Regions from separate parts of the Gossypium hirsutum genome. Here regions 2 and 3 are each linked to region 1. Evidence: chromatin contacts called from public Hi-C data. All regions are on one chromosome and are shown on one strand. Each heading gives the region's core, a stretch centred on a gene start, on an enhancer-like site or on the middle of the called end of the contact. The rest is flanking DNA. Distances are from core to core; before and after follow the strand shown. Region 1 has its middle 24 kb from the start of LOC107894547. Region 2 holds the start of LOC107893795 (lipid phosphate phosphatase gamma). Region 3 holds the start of LOC107893898 (serine/threonine-protein kinase ATG1c).

Region 1 (2,531 bases), core at 18-2,517:
AAGCCTTATTGTTGTTTACCTTTTAAAAGCAGCTTCTGATCAGTAGAAGAGAGTAAGAGAAATCCTCTTCTTTATTGATTAATTTTGGTCCAATTAAAAATCGTCTTTAATTATTATAGGAGGTTAGGTGGGATTGGTGAACGGCCTTACAAATATATTACTGACTGTTTAAGTAACTGGTATACTTTAATTTTTTTTTAATAAACTGGATCCTTTTTTATCCCACCTTTACTTGAAAAAATAGAGACCTAAAAGTAATGATGAAATAAGAAGTGCATGGTGTCCCTAGTTATTTTATCTAATCAATAATTAAATCGATTGACTCACATGCAGAAAATCCCATACTTACACATTACTATTTGGGAAATTTAATGATAATACACAATTTGCCTTTGTCATTGCTACCAAGGCTTCTTCAAATGCAACTATTTCGAAGTCTCAAGGCCAGTAGACGTGTTTGATGTAGAAACAATAACCTATGCAAAAAGAAGGCAACTGCGTGATTATCAAGATAAATATTATCGTCCATGGCTGGAATCCATTTCTTATGAAATGCATTAAATATGGCACAGATAAAATGTCCTTTTATTGTTGTCAGCGTCGACGGAAAAACAAAAAATAATAGAACCCCACAACATCCACATTTACTTTAGTAATTTTTAGGCTGTGGATGTTAATGTCTCGAAAAAATAGATTTTTGTGTGATTTCAAAGACGATTAATTCTGTGGTTGAAAATGAATTAAACCAATTATTTCATTATCACGAATGACACCCGTCCTAGCAAAGCAGCTTTTGTCTCACAGGCGCAGGGCATTTGGGCGGGTCGGAGGAAGTTGCTATTTCGCTGCCATTTTACTCGACTATTTTTTTTTTCTCTTGAAAAGGAGAGGGTGCATTCGGAATCGTAATGGAAACAATCAACTCTAGTTAAGGAAATATTGCAGTTTGCTCTGGCAGTAGGGAATGATGCCGTAGTTGTTTGTTGTTGTGGTTTGGGAAAGTGAGCAGATAGATGAAGGAAGATGATGGAGTTTAGGTTTCAACGGGTGTTCAAACAGTGTAGCATGCAGAATCGATTTCCTAGAGTTTTCTTTTACCTTGTTCGAATGAGCGTGAGCCTACATATCCATATTCTTAGCTAGGTGTCTCTTTTTCGATATTCATGACATTAGTTAGTGGTCCTATTAACATGTGTATTAGTGTATATTCCTTAAGTCACGTGCCACCTCGTCAAGCCTTCATAGCTTGCTGTTGATGAGTTGACGAGCCTTACAAATGGAAGATGAGACAAATGGGGTTTCTTTCATTAGCTAAATTATTGAGCCTGTTGACCAGCCCAGCATGATCCGTCTGAAAAAGAACATGGTCTTTTATATTTAATTTGCGCGCCACGTCAATGCTTTCCTCAAAGGCCACGCATTCGGCCTCTTCCACCGACCGCCTGCCCACTTTAAAACCCCCACCGCCACCTAAAACAAAACCTTCTTCATCTCTTATTACCGTCCCATACCCGATTCCGTTTTCCCCAACTGTAGCATCAAAGTTTATTTTTAAAAAACCTTTCGGATGTTTAACCCACCTCTTCTCCACTATGTTTTGTGAGATTAATGGTTCATGCAGCATATTACATATCCAGAATTCCTTCCTCAAGTTGCTAGCTCTTTCCCATATTAGCTACGCCTCCTCTTCTTTTCCCCTGAAAATGAAGTTATTTCTATTATTCCAACAGTTCCATAAAATTGTCATTAAGTCAGCCATGGCTCTCTTGTCAAGGACACGCATCAAGTCTTCCAACCAATCAATGCAATGATCATAAGTTTTAGAAATAAAGCTCCTGGACCATCCTCCTATCGACAAAACTACTCTCGACGTTGGGCAGCCTCTTAGCGCATGAAGCAATGTTTCGACCTCGGCTCCACATCTCGGGCATCCTTTGTTAAAACCTGGTTTGATGGATGCGATCTTTCCATTTGTCGGAAGAATTTCATGTCCCACTCGCCACGTAAAAACACAGACCTTCGGTAAAGTGTCGAGTTTCCATAGAGCTCTCCAAAAAAACCTGTGAGGACCATATCCCATTTCTTTCAACAACAGCCCCGAGTAGGCAGACTTTGAAGTAAAACATCCATGAGTGTTGTGAAACCATATTATTTTATCTTCCTGACCCACATCTCCAATAGGGATGTCGCAAATCTTATCACCCCAGTCTTGCCCATACGCTTGCTTAACTTTATTCACATCCCAGTTTCTTCTATCCACGTGCCAGAGATCTTTCACATACTTTTCATTATGGTTGAGAGTGTTGCTTATGACCACGTCCCCATTAAGCCCTTCCATACCCCAATTATCAGCCCAAATATTTATCTTCTCTTCATTACCAATCTGCCACCCAAAGCCATCTTTAAAGGCTTCCACCGCTGCCGCAATGCTTGACCAAGTGAAAGAAGCTTTGTCCACCTTTTTAGCATGGAAAATATTCCCATCAGGGAAGTACCTCGACGATAGCACTTTGAAACAAAGAGAATCTGTA
Region 2 (2,531 bases), core at 13-2,512, 420 kb before region 1:
TAATCCATGAATCCAAAGCTTAGGTCAACTGCTTCATACAAATATCCTTAAGAGGTGGCATTCATTAGTTTTTAATTCATATTCCAATATGTTCAACACTAACCCTAACTATTCCTACCAGCAAATAAAAGGTGCTTGCTCGGTCACTTCATACAACCATCCTTAGAATGTAACAGCTACTAAGCTTGGAATTAGGATCCCAACACGTGTAATTTATTATTACCGAAACAAAAATGTTCAAGGAAAATTTTCACATTATCAAAGATGCAAAATAACCAAGTAAGTTTCAATACAAAATGTAACAAAAGATTGAACATATGAAACTATATATGTAAATATTTCATACCTGATGAGTTTGTGTTTAATCAACTGCTCTTGGAAGCCATGGCTTTTCTGGCAGCCATAGTATTCCTAGCAGCCCTTGCATTATCATACTCAAACTTCAACACATCTGATATGTGAGAAGTATCCTTAACATAAAAAAACCTCCCAAAGGGACTCTCTTCAATCAAAGGGAAATAACAGAAGAGCATAGAATTCACCACCCAAAACCAGAGCCCACCAAGCAAAATCCCCAATGAAGCTCCAGCAAGAACCTGGGCCACCGTATGGTAACCTAAATAAACCCTAGAATACATAGTCAAGACAGCCAAAGACCAAGGTAAAAACAAAGCAGCCCACTTGGTTCTAACATTCCAAATCCCACCGATCCCTTTGCATGTCAAAAGGGTGAAATAAACAGCGAAAAAGAACATGTATTGAGAGAGACTTGAAGGCCAGCCGTGAGAATCACACATTTCTAAAAGAGCACAGGTTTCAGGGCGGGCTTGTTGAACGGATTTTTTGATGAATTCATTAATGAACTGTGATATTACTAGGCCTAATGCAAAGAACATGCTTTGAAGCTCTCTACGGAAGATGAAATGAGAAACGAAGCCACCAAGGGAAATGAAAACGGGAACTAAAGAAACCCAGGCTAAGAAATGGCCTAGTTGGTCACCTCTTTGATACCTTACATGAGTTAAACTTACCGCTTTTAGTGCATTATATGTCATGGTGGGATTTCGATCTGGGTTTTTGGAGAAGTTGGGATCAAACTTAACTTTAAGACGGGATTTAGTTTGGGAGAGTTGGGTCAAAGCCGGTGCTTTCAATGTTTGTTTGAGGGGAAACTGCCGTGAAATTAAAAGCCAAAAAGGATAAAAGTCCAAGGAAGTATCTGGAAAGGAACACCCATTGAGTTGGCTACACGTGGGAATAATGAAACTCACACAAAATTAGTATTTTTTTTTTAAATCTTAATTCGGCTTTTTTATATTAAATTATTATTTAAATTAATTTCTCAAAATAAATGTGTTTTGAGATTATTTTTCCGAAAATGTTGCATAAAGCCTTCAACCTAATTTGTTCTGGATGTAATCATCAGAAGGAATTTCCATTGTGATTGGGTTATAGATGGACAGAAAATTGGTTTTATACAAAATTTCAGATCTAATTGAATTTTTAAGTTAATCTTAAACTAAATTAAATTCCAATTTAGTTTTAAAGATTAAATTAAATTTTTACTTTAAATGGAGAGATTTAATTAAATTTTAAAAATAAATTAAATTAAATTAAAATTTTATTTTAAATGGAGAGATTAAATTAAATTTTAAAAATAAATTAAATAAATTTAATTATTGTTAATTTTTAATGAAAATTCTGTGCATGTTAGAAATGAGAGAATGAGCAGAAGTCTAATCCAATTTAATATTATATATAATATTTAAAATCAAAAGTTTTAAATAATTATTTCTACGTGGATGATCTAAACTTTTTGTAAATGAAAATTTAAAGTTCCACAATTTGCTATGCATTTAATTTTAGATATATTATGCATATTAAATTTTAAATTTCTTTTCAAGAAATTGCTTATAGGCTAAAAAGTATTTTTTAAACCCATAAATAATGCCAAATATTTCACTTTTGAAATTGAACAAAGGAGGAGAGTAAAGAGGAGATAGTGATAATTCTGTAGAGGCCGGTTTACTTAAAACAGTTGAGAGACAGAAAGGAACAAGATAACAGGCTGATTGAAAGAGAGAAGAAGGATTTGCTCAAAGTAACTTTAGGGTTGAAAAAGATGATCCCTTCTTCATTGCTAGGAGGGTATTTATAGGAGAGGTTCTATACTTCACTAATGTGATGTAACAGCCTGTTTTTAGTCAAATTAGAACAGTAGTTTCGGGACCACAAATCTGAGGTTAAAATATTTATTTTATTATTATTTTAATTTTTACAGCATGAATATATGATGGTGTGAAATTTTTGTTACGAAATTTTAGCATTTAGTTGCTCAATTTGATAAAAAAGACTAAATCGCGTAAAATGAAAAAGTGCTATTCTATTAGTTAAGAGTGCTAAATAGCTATAGAACCTTAAAGTTAAGGTCCTTATGTTGTAAAATTAGATATTGGATGATAATGGCTTGGCATAATTGAAATTTTGAATTAATAATAAGGTTAATTTTGTCATTTAGTAATTAAAGGTTA
Region 3 (2,531 bases), core at 13-2,512, 280 kb after region 1:
AATTGCTTCCCATGATCCTTGAGACTTCTCCATTAGTATTAGTTGCTGAATTCCCAATGGCATCATTTGTCAAATGTTTTGCTATAGGAAGGAGATTATGGATGCTATAGGCTTAACTTTGTTTTATTGCTGGCTAATTTGACTAGATAAGGTGACTGATTGTACGTTTTTATTGTTTAAATGATGAATCTTATGGTGGTTTATTCCATTGGGTTGATTTGAAGGATTTTGTTGTATTAGATTAGGCGTGATGAGCAATTTAGGTGTTCAATCCCCTGTAAATGATGTTGCTCATTTTCTGTAATGAGCTTTTCTTATTAATAAAAAACTTTGCTTAGCAAAGAAAAAAACACAATATATAGATTGACTGAAATTTCCACTATTCGTTAATTCTTTCATTCTCTGCTTCCATCAAATACGAGTATGCGCGGATAGCTCTTTTCAAAAAGTAGATTCTTCTCATTTTCAATATTGCATTCTAAAATATCTTCAGTTAAAAAGAATCCACATCCTCCGTTCTTTCATCATTTTCCTTAAAAGAAGAACTTTCCCTCAATAAATGGCGCCTCAAATTTCAGTCCCTACCTTAGTTAACAACTCATTTTCAAATAGCTCCATTTCCGCCACTTCTTCCTCTACTTTATCGGCATCCAAACAACTCCCTAAAATCTAATAGTAAAAGGAAACAATTAAATAAAAGGGAACAAGAAGAAACGAACCTCAACAATATCATGCAGTCGAATAATATTAGGATGATTGATTCTCTTCAAAATAAAGATTTCCGACATCAAACTATCTTGCAACTTCTTATTGAGTCGACCCGTTACGATCTCCTTTATCGCCACCTCGGTTCCATGAACTCGATGCCTCGCATGCCAAACAATCGAAAAGGAACCCGACCCGATTTTCCGACCCACTAAATAGTTCCCTACCATTCTTCCCCTCCCCGTTGCTTGAGCCATTACAGACGAACCTGGAACAAAAAGAGAGAGAAAAAAGCCCAAGGATCCGACTCCAGAGCTTGAAGCTTTAAAAAATGGTATAGAATACTGGAATTTGGATCTTCGGAAGATCCGACCCGAATATTAATTGGATTTCCGATTCACCGTGCAAAGAAAAATAATCTGAGGAAGAGTGAGGAAGGAGGGTGAGATGAGAACTTGATTAATGAGTTCTCTAAAATTATGCATTCTAGTTATTATGGGTTGAATTATTGAGATTATTAATTGGGATTAGCGAACGTAATTGAGGATTAATGTTTTGTGATTCGATGATTATTTTGTTTTTTTTAATGAAAACCATAAGCTAAAAGCGGGATTAGACGGTGTATATTTTTAAGATACGGTTACTTATACGGTGTAACCACGGATGTTAGTGAGTTGGCTGTTTTTAATTGGGTGGACAAGTGGTAGGTGATGATGGAAAAGCGCCGATATCAGCTTTTTACCACCTGTCCGTCAGACATTGGTTAGATAACGTTAAAGCGACTTTTTGGCCTTTTATGAATTATTTAATACTTTAATTTTCATTTTCCAAGTTTACTAATAAATATCCTTTAAATAAATTTTTATTAGATGTGAAGCTAAAAATTTTAATGTTTCTTAAATAATTTTTTATTATAAAATTAAAAGAACAATAAAAATGAAAGATAATTTATCTTTTACTTACGATACAATAAGTTTGTACATGTTTTCTATTTATAGGGCTTTAAATATCATAAGTTATAAAACATTAAGGATTAAAATTAAGGTATCTTGTAAATAATTTAGGGGTTTTAAGAAAATGAATTTAAGGGTTATAGACATTCATTCTTTAAATGTTATAATAAGATAAATTTGAGGTTATGAACATCCATTTATAAATAGATTTACAACACTCCCCATTGAATGTCTATTAATAAAAATGTTTCGTAAAAAATTATTAAGAAAAATTTATGAAATAAAAACCTAATGAAAGAAAAAAGTACATAATCTATTATTACAAGTTATCTCATTAAAAAATTTTATCACGAAAACCTAGTAAGATAAAACATTGATTAAAGGAAAAGAGTGCAATATATTTTTTACTCCCTCTAATGACAACATCACATTATATCTTTGAGTTGACATATTCCAATTTTGTCCAGTAGTCCTTCAAATGTTAAAGTTAACAATGCATTGGTAAAAAAATCTGTTTAATCATCACTAGAATGAATTTGTTGAACTTCTATATCACATTTCTTCTCAAGATTATGAGTGAATAATAGTTTTGGTGAAATATGTTTCGTTCTATCACCTTTGATGTAACCACCCTTCAATGGAGCTATACATGTTACATTATCTTCGTATAAGATAGTTGACATATTTTTTTTGTAAAGGCATATTACATATCTTCTAAATATGTTGGGTCAATAATAAGGGCGAAGTTAGAAAAAAAATTTCATGTGGGCAAAAATTAAATTGTAATTTTCACAATAGTAAAAATGTAATTTCGCCATTTTAATAGCATGTATCTTATAATTTTTAAAAAAATTTAATCAATTTTTTATCATT

What was found. Hi-C and Micro-C count contacts between places; a contact is called where the count stands out from the background.
Region 2: a contact with region 1 is called in a Hi-C map of leaf, with 1.5 times the contacts expected there. The contact joins the promoter of LOC107893795 here to the enhancer-like site in region 1. A contact is called at or near these places in 2 of 34 Hi-C or Micro-C datasets (callus and leaf).
Region 3: a Hi-C map of leaf shows a contact between it and region 1, with 2.3 times the contacts expected there. The contact joins the promoter of LOC107893898 here to the enhancer-like site in region 1. A contact is called at or near these places in 4 of 34 Hi-C or Micro-C datasets (callus, leaf and petal).

What each region holds. Positions count from the first base shown.
Region 1 is chrA13:42,201,539-42,204,069 of Gossypium_hirsutum_v2.1, forward strand. No RefSeq gene overlaps it. Among protein-coding and RNA genes, the nearest start is that of LOC107894547, 24 kb to the right of the region's middle. Within about 2 kb of position 1,268, at least 1 of the 9 cell types and tissues checked has an H3K27ac peak or open chromatin away from gene starts, as enhancers often do. A contact at or near this core is called in leaf, where this site is marked.
Region 2 is chrA13:41,784,213-41,786,743 of Gossypium_hirsutum_v2.1, forward strand. It overlaps LOC107893795 (lipid phosphate phosphatase gamma), which reads right to left and starts at 1,263. Exons shown (of 2, transcript XM_016818887.2): 1 at 347-1,263. The coding sequence starts at 1,055. The coding sequence ends at 366.
Region 3 is chrA13:42,482,601-42,485,131 of Gossypium_hirsutum_v2.1, forward strand. LOC107893898 (serine/threonine-protein kinase ATG1c) reads right to left here and starts at 1,263. Exons shown (of 13, transcript XM_016819039.2): 1 at 720-1,263. The coding sequence starts at 962.